Linked DNA regions of Mus musculus: region 1 is linked to region 2. Evidence: chromatin contacts called from public HiChIP or PLAC-seq data. All regions are on one chromosome and are shown on one strand. The core of a region is the stretch at or near the end of the contact, and the rest is flanking DNA. Distances in the headings are between cores, read along the strand shown.

What was found. HiChIP or PLAC-seq counts read pairs in DNA pulled down with a chosen protein or histone mark.
Region 1: an H3K27ac HiChIP or PLAC-seq map of CD8 T cells shows a contact between it and region 2, with 12 times the contacts expected there. The contact joins two enhancer-like sites. A contact is called at or near these places in 4 of 115 datasets of contacts at active chromatin or transcription factors (CD8 T cells, bone marrow-derived macrophages and embryonic stem cells) and 1 of 9 other capture datasets (embryonic stem cells).

Annotation. Positions count from the first base shown.
Region 1 is chr5:148,704,814-148,710,302 of GRCm38.p6, reverse strand. No RefSeq gene overlaps it. Among named protein-coding and RNA genes, the nearest start is that of 2210417A02Rik, 34 kb to the left of the region's middle. Within about 2 kb of position 2,027, at least 163 of the 459 cell types and tissues checked have an H3K27ac peak or open chromatin away from gene starts, as enhancers often do. A contact at or near this core is called in CD8 T cells, where this site is marked.
Region 2 is chr5:148,299,290-148,305,160 of GRCm38.p6, reverse strand. Mtus2 (microtubule associated tumor suppressor candidate 2) reads right to left here. Exons shown (of 15, transcript NM_001359503.1): 12 at 3,665-3,763; 13 at 1,559-1,678. Among named protein-coding and RNA genes, the nearest start is that of Slc7a1, 98 kb to the left of the region's middle. Within about 2 kb of position 4,565, at least 6 of the 459 cell types and tissues checked have an H3K27ac peak or open chromatin away from gene starts, as enhancers often do. A contact at or near this core is called in CD8 T cells, where this site is marked.

The DNA.
Region 1 (5,489 bases), core at 778-3,277, 410 kb before region 2:
TTGCCCAGGACCACCTGTCTCAGGGCTGCAGTAGGCTAGACCCTTCCACATCAATGGCTAAGCAAATGTCCCCAGACTTTCCTACAGGCCAGCCTGATAGTGTCAAGTTGACAAAGACCTAAATAATGCAATCTAAAAACCTGCGCCTGAGGGTCACACGGTGTCAGGTTGGACACAGAGAACAGCTATGAAGAGGAGTTTTCGGTGTAAGATAACTTGGACTCTGAATCTATAACATTTCTACTCTGAACCACTGGGAAGTTCTAATCAGCCAATCTCCTTGCAGAATCTTTATCACGAGTATGGATTTTTTTCCCTTGCAACTTTGCTTCCTGCTCTGACTTTTCAGAGGGCATAATACAAGCACTTAGCAACCCACTGTAAGGTCTTAGCTAAGCACACTCGAGATCCAGATGGGATCGGTAGGGGTTCAGGACTGAGGGGTGGGGAGACCTGGGATTCTTAGAACTCGATGAGATTGGAAGAGGCCTGGGAGACGCCATGCATGCTGGCCAGGTGTCTCTCCTAATGAGACCAAAACTCAAAGGCTCAGAGAAGTCACCCCAATACTTACTCTCTATCTCTGGAGTTGGAGATGAATCATCTGTCCTTCCATTTTTAAAATAACTGTGTGAGTAATAGTGCTAATATTTTCCATTTTAAGAGAAACCCAGAAAGTGAAAGGAGATTGTTTTCCTTAAGCAATGCAGATGCCAATGTAATAAAACCCTTCGAGTACTTGTGTGTGCGTACAGCAGGTAAAGCATGTCACAGTGGGTTCACCCTGGTCACATGGAAGGACACCGGACTTTCTGACCAGGGTCATCTAAGTATCTGGGAGAAAGACAGGGGTTTAACCTTCCCTAAACTACTGAATGCCACTGTAATAATTGGTTGCCAGGGCACTGGAAACCTTCGGGATGGGTGGCTCCACGGAGCCTGCATCTGCTGGCTGCCCTTCTGTCGGATGCAGGAGGCGGACGTGGGGGAACCAGCTCTCTGTGGCTGCAGATCTGCACCCTGCCTTTCCTCCCCAGCTGCCAGTTTGAAGGGCATGTGGGCTGTGTGATCCCTTTGTTCCTTTGAAAGAGAAGAGAAATGTGCTCGGTGTAAAAATAGGGTTTAAAAGGCTTTAAAAACCAATCATGCCACATCAGGACGGGTGACAGAGGAGAGTGCTTCCTGTGGTGGCACCTGCAGAGACCCCTCCCCCACCCCAGGTATCTCTGCCCCGCCCTGCTTCTCCTCTGCACCTCGGATTGGGTGCTCCTGGGATTCCATCTACTGGAGCCACTTGCTTTTAGGGTTTAAAGAGAGTCAATTCACTCACTGGGGGCAGGAGACAAAGCTGGGCTTGGGGCTGGGGCTTCTCAGTCCTCTCTCTGGTCCCCTTATTTTTACTTAAGAGCGGCAGGCTTTTCCATTAAAGTTCCCAGATCTTCCTCCACAAGCCCTTTCTATATTTTTAGCACCACAGTCCCTCTTATCTGGATGTGGTAACCCCTTAAAGTCTTTGAGGGCCATCCAAAAAACATCCAGGGTATCTTGTTAAAGGACGAAGCGTCAAGAGCGACGTGCCTTTTACATACTGGACCTCACATCACCTTTTGCTAGTTTTAAGGACTTTATTTACTCTTTAAGGGCAAGAATCGGGCCCTAGGTCAGCTAAAGATGCACTCCATTAAAGATGCACAATTAATTCCGTGGCACTCTGTAGGGATCTCTGCACACGACCCTCCAGCATGGCTCCTTCCTTGCTGTGACAGCCTCAGTCAGGGGCTGAGGCTTGTAGCTCAGTCTGTAATCAGTTGTTCTTCACTGCTGGCCTTGAGGGGAAAAAAAGTCATTTGCTGTGCCCCGAAGGGAGTCTTTAGTGTAATTCCACATTCCTGGCTGGTACCCAGGGCCCCACACTAGCTGTCAGTCCCACCTAGCTCCCTCCTCACCATCCCCGTGTTACACCAGGGCCCCACTCAGGGCTTTGGCATCAGACCTTCATCCGAGCTTTCAATCTCAGCTCTGCCAGTGACTCTGGGTAAGCAATTAATGAGTCACTTTCCTCTGGAAAGTGGAGTTAGTGGCACTTCCTTTATTTGTACAGAGAAGGCTTTTGAGCATATGTGAGACTGTTCGGTGACTTGGAACAAGAGCTCTTCCCTTCTGAGCTCTCCTCTGTGATTTGTCAGAAAAATTACCATAACCAGCCCACAGTGCTGGGTGAGTGGTCTGACAGCTGTCTCCCTGGTGCAGCCCTCTGAGTAGCGCTAGTGAGGACCCTATGCTGACTGCAAAGATAGCCCACCCCCCACCCTACCCCCATAGCCCCCCTTTCCAGACACCCACCTCCATTACTCCCATCAGTCCCTGGGACTCCTGGGATGGCAGGGAGGCTAGGAACCACCCCACCCCACCCCACCCCCTTTGCCAGATCCTCTACCTTAAGAAAACATTACTGGGGTCCAGAGAGATGGCTCAGCAGTTAAGAGCACTCACTGCTCTCACAGAGGGTCTGAGTTCAGTTCCCAGTACTTGTATTAGATAACTCACAACCAACCATCTGTGATCCCCCCTACAAGGGATCCAACACCCTCTCCTGGCCTCTGTGGTCATACGTGTGTGAGCGTGCACACACACACTTTAAAATTTTTTACTTCACAAGAGATAAAAGCTGTCCACACACTTCAACTTTTCCTAGAGATCCGCTGAGCTCAGCTAAACCTCGCAGTTCTTAGGAAGTGGTGGAGCCAGTTCCACACAGGGACCCCAGCCAGCCAGCTTCCATCTACTCTATCTGTGCTCTTGACAGAGTGGCTCTGCCTTTGAGGATCCAGCTTCCTTATACAGAGATCCTAAATCGGGGTATTGACGCTCGCTCGTTTCTCTTGCCCACACATAGCATCAGCTTTAATGGCGTGTTTTCCGAAGACGCTGCGAGAAAGCCAGGGGCAGCTCCTGCTGTTGCCCTGCTGCCACCAGAACATCATCATGGTACACAGATGCTCTGAGGGTCTTGTCAGAAGAAGCCTGTATCCTAGGAATAATTAAATTTTGCTGCAGAGGAATGAACGGGTTGTGTGTCCTTCATTCCGCTATTCGGTCATTGACACTAAGATTCGCCCTGTGCCTTGCAACGGGATTGTGGAGGAGACAGGAGCCCACAGGCTGATAATGCACATGGGATCCAGAAGAAGCAGACGGAAAGACTCTGTGTTCAGGGGGTGTCGGGGAAGCAGGACACGTTTACAAGAATGCCGTTCTCTTTCACCTCGGCCTTCTTGCTGTCTGGGTTTATGTTTAGTCTCCACAGCAGCCTGACTGTCTAGGGCAGACTCACAGCATATCTGATGTTTCCGTCAACAGCTGATGATCCGTGTGATCTCCATCCTATAAGGTTTAAGGGATTCTGGGAAATTCCTGGTGTGATGCCACAGACATCATAAGGTCACAAGACGGTGTGTGTTAATGGGTTGCTGGCATCCACCCGCCGGCTACACTGCCAGATGTATCTGAGCCTAGGACATATAATTATGTCCAGTACACAATATTGACAGCGCTGGTAAATAGCTAGACTGCTAGTTTATGCATCTTCCATGCTTTCCTTCCATTCTTTCAGAGTGTGTGTCTACTTATTAAAAGCAGTTTACTGTAAATGATCGACCGGCATTAAACTCCACCCCGAGATCTACCAGCATCTGGTGTTTACTGTCTCTTGACCACATGGGATAATTCGCCTGGACACTCAGGCTGGCCCAGCAGTGAGCTGTCTTCTCAGGTTAAGTAGCACAGGATTGAGGCTGCCTGGAGCTTTACCCCTCCTAACACCCAGTCCCTGGAGTCAGGTCAGTCTGACCTCACCCCTTGGATCTAGGCTATGGCTAAGTGACTCAGGCCAGATAAGAGTTCTGTCTGCCTGGCCACCGGGCCACCTGGATTGATATAGAGATAGAGTTTGCCAGGTAAGATGCAGGCTATTTTATTTTTTAAAGATTTATTTATTTATTTTATGTATGTGAGTGCACTGTAGCTATCTTCAGACACTCCAGAAGAGGGCTTCAGATCCCATTACGGATGGTTGTGAGCTCCCATGTGGTTGCTGAGAATTGAACTCAGGACCTCTGGAAAAACAGTCAGCGCTCTTAACCACTAAGCTATCTCTACAGCCTGATGCAGGCTACTTCTAAAAGCCCAATTAAAAATTTGAATTCAGGCAAACAAATCGTTCCTTCTACATGCCAGATATTTCATGAGACACTGCTAAGAAATTATTTGTTGTTCATTGTGAAATTCAAAAATATTTTTATTCGATATTATAAAAATAATCTTTATAATACTCAGGAATTTCAAGGTTAATGTGACATTGTTATGGTTTGGACGCATCTGAACCCTTGGTTCTGGATCCGTGGCGTGCTGTTTTGGATGACGGTGAAAACCTGAGAGGTGGGACCTGGCTGGAGGAGCTAAGTCCCTGGGGAGCGAGTCTAGGTGGAATATTATCTCTGGCTGTCAACTCTCTCTGTGCTTCCTGGCCTTCTGCAACGTATGCTGTGTTCTGCCACAGACCCCTGCTACCACACGGCTCTGCCTGCTCCAGCACACTTGACTCCTCTGAAGAAGCAGGTCGAAATAACACCCCCCGCCCCCCTTGTTTCTGTCTTGCATTTTATCGGTGACCAGTAGACCAAGCAGACTTTTCAATTTTGTTTTGCTGACTCTGGCAATTCTATTTAATAGTCTAGTGGAAACCTCATCTCCTCTAATCAGATGTTTTTGGAATTATGGATTAAAGTCAGCTCTGGGAAGCTGTCTTGAGGAAAGAGTTAGCTGTCAGGCCCACTGGAGAGATGGGAAGAAATTTCTCACTCTTCCAGAGACTCCAGATCCAGCTGTTCAGATGCAGCTGTTCTGATGGGCCCTGGACCTGTCCAACAAAGCAAGTCACTTGCAACTGAAAAACCTTTTCCAGGACCCCTCTCCCCCTCCCCCCACAACACCCCTCTCTGTATGAAATTGAAAGAATTTCTTTCGCCAAAAATCTTTACCATTCCTTAAAGAACATCATTCTATTTTCAGTCTTTCACAGTTTTTAATAGACTTTTTCCAGAGAGTAGCCCATTGCATTTCCAGTACCACACGTGGGTTATCTTTGTGTTCTAGAAGGTAATACATCTGCTCCAGAGATCTCACCCTGGACATTCAAGAAAAGGGTTATTCAACGGATTTGGAGCAAAAGCAGACAGCAACCAGTAGGAGCCAGCAGGGTTCTCTCTTGGAGTGGCTGAAACCTTGTCACATGGACTTAGATTTCCAGCCAAGGCAATGTCATCGGCCACCCTAGGGACTCAAATTATGACTGTGAGGAGACTGTGCCCATCCTCGGTGGAGGACTGAAGTGTTAAGGGCTGTCTACTGTGTGCTTCCAACCCCATGACTTAACCACTCTGAAATTAAGGGATCAGCCCAGACAAAGATAACAGGGTTTTAGGAAGCCG
Region 2 (5,871 bases), core at 3,316-5,815:
GACCTTCTGCAAAGCCAGAACATGGCTGAACATAGCCAAATCAGCCCAGGGGCTCGTGGGTGGTTCTTTGCAGACAGCCCAATCACCGAGAGGAAGATGGATGGCTGTTTCAAGGGTCACCCTAGCCAGGGCATATGACAAGATCGGTCTGTGTGGCCCCTGTGGTCCGTGATAAGTGCTGGGCTGTTGGGAGGAGCTATGTGGCTCCCATTGCCCAGGACGGTGGTAATAGACACACCTGTCTCTCCACTGCCTGGAACACACCTGTGCAACAAGAGATGCCTGCAGCAGAGAGCCACACGTGGACCAAGCTCCTGGTTTGTGCAAACCATTTGCAAAGGATGTTTCAGAGACAAATGGGGATGAGATGGGCAGTAACTCTTCAAAACTGGAGGTGAGATACAAGTCTGTAATCTCGGCACGCTGGTGGTGGAGGCAGTGGGACTATAAATTTCAGACCAGCATGGGCTATTTAGCAAGATCCTAGCTGGGTGTGTGTGTGTGGGGGGGGGAGACCTGTTCGTTGGAAGAGGGCTATAGAACACTGTACAAGACAAAATTTGGTGTGTGTATGTGTGTGTGTAGGAGAGAGGGGCATTAAGACATATCTCTGAGAAGTGTTAATGGTAGAAGAATACGATATTCTAATTTTCTTATTTTTGTTTATCTTTCCTACAATGTACACATTCTCTCTTCCTCTTTCATAGTAGCAAAAATCATTTAAAAAATAATATCAACAAATGGGGCTGGAAAGAAAGCTCAGCTATTAAAAACATTTACAGCTCTTGTGGACCTGAATTTGGTTCCCAGCACACACTGGTCAGGACGCTACAGGAGGACCTGGCACCCTCTTCTGGTTTCAGTGGATACTACACCTACATGCACACAGAATACATAGTTTTTAAAAGCCCTTATCTGGGCCTTGGGCCTCTAGGAGGGGACAAATATTGCTCTATTTCCTCAGGCTAGCTCCCAGGAACCTAGCTGATGACCGAGGGGCAAAGTCTTTGTTTTGAACTGGATGCTCCTGTCCCTCCAAAGCAACTGAACCCCTCTCCCCCAGGTGCAGTACCAGGACAGGACATGGGGCCTTTGGAGGTCATTGGCTCATGAAGGTGGACTCCCATTACTGAGATCTCTGATCCTTCTGTCACGTGAGGATTTGGGGGCACTCCTCCAGGGTTGCCTTGTGGGCTCAGCCACTCACAGACTGGGTACAACTGTCCCCCTTCCTAGGCTTCTCGTCCTGTGGCAGTACCATTGCCCAGGCTAGCTGTTGGAATGGAATGACAGAGCTTTGCTCAGGCCTGGTAAACAACAGCGATGGATCGTTCCTGCTGTCGTCTTAGTGGTGGAAGGACACAGAAATGATTGGAGAAGTAACCAAAAGAAGCCACCAGGACTCCTTTCAGAAGTCCTGGCCTTGTGAGAAGTCCAGGCTCAGCTACGATTGTCCGGTTCGCCTGTGAGCCACAGGCAGGGAGGGGCACCCCTCACCGAGCACTGTCACCAGCAAGAGCCACAGCATCCGCTCTCTGGAGCAAGCGGGCCAACTCACCAGCTTTTCCAGCTCGATGATCTTCTTCTCCTGCAGGTGGATCTGCTGGTTCTTCATCTCCAGCACCTGCTTCAGGCTCTGCATGTCTTCTTCCAGGTGCTGGTATGGAGCCAGCGCAATCTACAAGGGCAGAGAGTGTACGTTTCATACCAGGTTCCCGGCTCAGCACGCTGTATGAACCAGCCCAGTGTGATTGCCGTGCTTCCGCAATGTACAGCCATAGCACCTGTGCAGGAGCGGGTGCCAGCACCTCCGAGGGGGGATTCCTGGGATAACACAGGCTCTGACCCTCCTCCCACAGGACTGGATCCCCAGGGCGCTGGGGGGTCTCACGTGTCTCGCCCATGTCCTTAAGCTCATGCATAGGAAACAAGCCAAGCGCTTTACAAAGCAAAGTGGATGGAGGAAGTCTCTCAAGGCTCCGCCCCTAGATGAAGAACTATGGGTAATGAATGGCTACCAAGGGGCGGAGGATCGGTCATTCCCGGATTGGTTACCCAATTCCCTGTGGTCAGCCCTAGTAAACACATGCGCATATGAACAGCATTAGACAGACTCTGAAGGTCCTAACTGTCTGTCTGTCTGTCTGTCTGTCCTTTTGTCACAATAATGATCAAAGAAGAGGTCATGAAGCCGAGAGAGGGGCCATGGAGGAACTGGCAGGGAAGAGTGTGGGGTGGAAATAATGGTGCTCATGTAGAGAATCTAACGATAATAAATGTTAAAGAAGATTTAATATGCTCAATCTATCAAAGATACCATCCCCTAATTTTTTAAAAAAGAAACTATCTTTTTAATTTATTTTTATTTTTTTAATATACATTGGTATTTTGCCAGCAAGTATGTCTGTATGAGGGCGTCAGGTCCCCTGGCAAAGGAGTTACAGATGGTTGTGAGCTGCCACGTGGGCTCAGGGAATTGAATTTAGGTCCTCTGGAAGAGCACCCAGTGCTCTTAACCACTGAGCCATCTCTTCAGCCCCATCTGCCCGCCCCCTCCCTTTATCCCCTTAGAGACAGGGTTTCTCTGTGTAACTTTGGCTGCCCTGGTATTCACTTTGTAGACCAGGCTGGCCTCAAACTCAGAGATCTGCCTGCCTCGGCCTCCCAAATGCTGGCATTAAAGGTGTGAACCACCACATGCACAGCTTGTTCTGTTTTTTTAAAAAGCCGTTTATGAGAATGACATGTCAGAGCGGGGGCTGGTGGACGTGAACAAGTAAAACGGTGGGACATCAATTTTAATTTGAATTTCAGAGAGGCAACATTGAAAACCCAACCCAACCCAAGCTAGCTGCAGCAGCAGGCTTGTAACACTGAGAAAGAGGCAGGAGGGTGGGAAGTTCACAAGACTGTCTCAAAATGAGGAGGAGGAGGAGGAGGAGGAGGAGGAGGAGGGGAAGGAGGAGGGGGAGGAGGGGGAGGAGGGGGAGGAGGGGGAGGAGGGGGAGGAGAGGGAGGAAAATGAGGAGGAGGGGCAGGGGAGGGGAGGAGGAGGAGGGGAAGAGGAAGGAAGGGGGAGGAGGAAGGAGAGGAGGGGGGAGGAGGGTTAGGGCTTTGGCTGGGGGCTGGAGAACTAGCCTAGCGCACATGCAGCCCAAGGTTCAATCCACTCCCCCACAGGATAAAAAACAGTATAGTATTTCAATGGATGGTGCCCATCCTTAACTTAGTTCACCTCTCTCCAACACTGCGTTAGATGGTAGGAGGTTTTCCAGCTTTATTGGGGAAAAATTACCTTCTTATAAGTCACATCTTAGCTGGCCCTGTCCATTGCCAGCCTAGAGCACATCTGTGAAAGCAGGGTATGGACTGTCTCCAGCCGGAGAGGAGGTTACATCATTGGTACCTAAGGCCCCTGCCTAAGGAATAATGTGGGATTTGGCAAGAAATGGCAGGTGCTGGAGAGACCCAGGGTCTTGGGGAGCCTATGGTCTGTCTTGGGGAGAGGAGCTGTCAGGCACTGAACACACATCCCAGAGATGTTAGGGTCCCTCCCTGCAGCAGCAATGGCTCAGTGTGGAGGCCTCGTCCTTGGGCAAAACTACAGAGGAAGCCAGCTCATGTCCCCACACACTGGGTGGCCCGGGTGGGAGGCCATGATTACCTCTAGCTGCTCCTCCGTGGTTTTCCTTAGAGCTTCCTCAAAGCGCCGAGCTCTGTCACGCAGAGATTGGCTCTGAAAAGTTAGCGTGTCCACCTGGTCCTGCAAGTGACAACAAGAGATGTCCCTCCAGGGGCCACATGGAAAGATACAGTGGCAGCTGGGGGTGAGCAGCCTAGTTTTCATCAACCTGTCACGAGTTGGGAAGAGGGACGCTGTCAGATTGTCTGTGTGGTATTTTCTCCATTAATGATTAACGTTGGTATGATCAGCCCACTGTGGGCAGAACTATCCCTAGGCAGTTCTAGGGGTAGCTGAAGCCGGGCAGTGGTGGCGCACACCTTTAATCCCAGCACTTGGGAGGCAGAGGCAGGCAGATTTCTGAGTTCGAGGCCAGCCTGGTCTACAGAGTGAGTTCCAGGACAGCCAAGGCTATACAGAGAAACCCTGTCTCGAAAAAACAAAACAAAACAAAACAACAACAACAACAACAAAGGTAGCTGAGTTAGCTTGTACAGCAGTTCTCCTCTGCTCTCTGTATCAGTTCCTATCTTCAGGTTCCTGCTTTGGCCTCCCTCAATGATGGGCTGTAACCTGTCAATCAAATAAACCCTTTCCTTCCTAAATTGCTTTGGGTCAGTGTTTTATCACAGCAACAGAGAAGCAAACTAGGACCCCAAGAGAGAAGGCCATCCAGGATCACCGGATCCTCTCCTCCCAGGCTCATGGCTGACCCTTCTGACCTCAGGGCTGTCCTATGAGGGGCACCACACATTTTTATTCAGCTTAATACTCTCCCCACTCAACCAGCAGCCCCATCTTGGGGCAGCGGTCTGTGTGTGCTAAAGGAATGGCAGCATGTCTGTGGTACCCAGGACTCCTTCCTGTTCAGCTTCACAGCGACTGTGGCTAAGGAGACGCCTGACCCCAACCCAACCACAGTGACGATGTCATCACAGAACATGAAGTGTGCTTGCCAGCGAATTTGCACTCTCCATGACTAAAGAGCACCTCTTCATCTACAGATCACTTGCTGAGGAGTCCACGGTTACCCCAATGACTTCTTCGTATCGGCTGTATTAAGACACAGGGGCTCTCATGAACTCTTCTAGGAGAGATATGGCCTTAAGCCATGATTGGAAGGAGCTGGGACTCACAAACGAGGGGACACAACGTGCTCACACAGGAGCCAGCTCATCAGGCTACTTCCTTCCTTCATAGGAGAGAGCTTCCATTTCCACACTTCCTGTGTAGTCCTGGCTGTCCTGGAACTCACTTTGTAGACCAGGCTGGTCTCAAACTCAGAGATCCGCCTGCCTCTGCCTCCCAAGTGCTGGGATTAAAGGCATGTGCCATCACTCCTGCTTGCCTTTTGCTTTTGAGAAACAAAAGTCCTCAACTTGCCATTAAATGCTAACACTGACACACAGGGACAACATAGCTGTCAGTGGGAGTTTGTGCTCACCAGAGCGAAGGAGTGGAAAGTGTCAGTTTGGAGTGGCTCCTCTGGACCAGCACTGGGCTATGTCCATCACCACTTCACTCACCTTCCAGAATGGGCTATAAAATACCTGGTGCTACCCGACTCCCACAGCAACAATCACAACCTGGGAAGCATTTAAACAATCCAACCAACATATTTCTGCCTTGTTCACTGTTCAGAACAGATCTGCAGAGATGTAAGGTCTCTCACAGCAGTCAAGTCAGGACGGAATGGTTTTCAACCCTCGATGGCTACTTTATGTCGTGCAAGAGATGTGACCCTTCTTGGGGCTCTCAGAGGTCAACAAACGGCACACTAATAAAAAGTGTCCCGCTGCCTGGAGCTGTTCATTGCAGCTGTTCCTCATTCTTGCCTCTTGCTACAAGCCAGATGTTAAATTCAGCCCCAGACCTCACTTTCCTTCATCTGCTCATGTCCCCATTTTACAGGTGAATAACTGAGGTTGGCAGAGTCTGCATCGTTACCCTAGATCTCAAAGCTAGCAAGAACTGGTAGGGTGGGGATTTGAACCTCTAACTGCCCAAACTAGTAATTCCCTTAGCTGCCTAGGGGCACTAGGAAGTTGGCTCTGGCGACTCTGCCCTCTAACACACCAATGCCAAACTCAAAAAGTTCCTGCTGGGTGAGAGTTACAGCATACAGAATTGTATGGCTTTTGGCTGATGGAGCAGAGAGGACTCTGTGACATGAAAGACAAGCACCATGC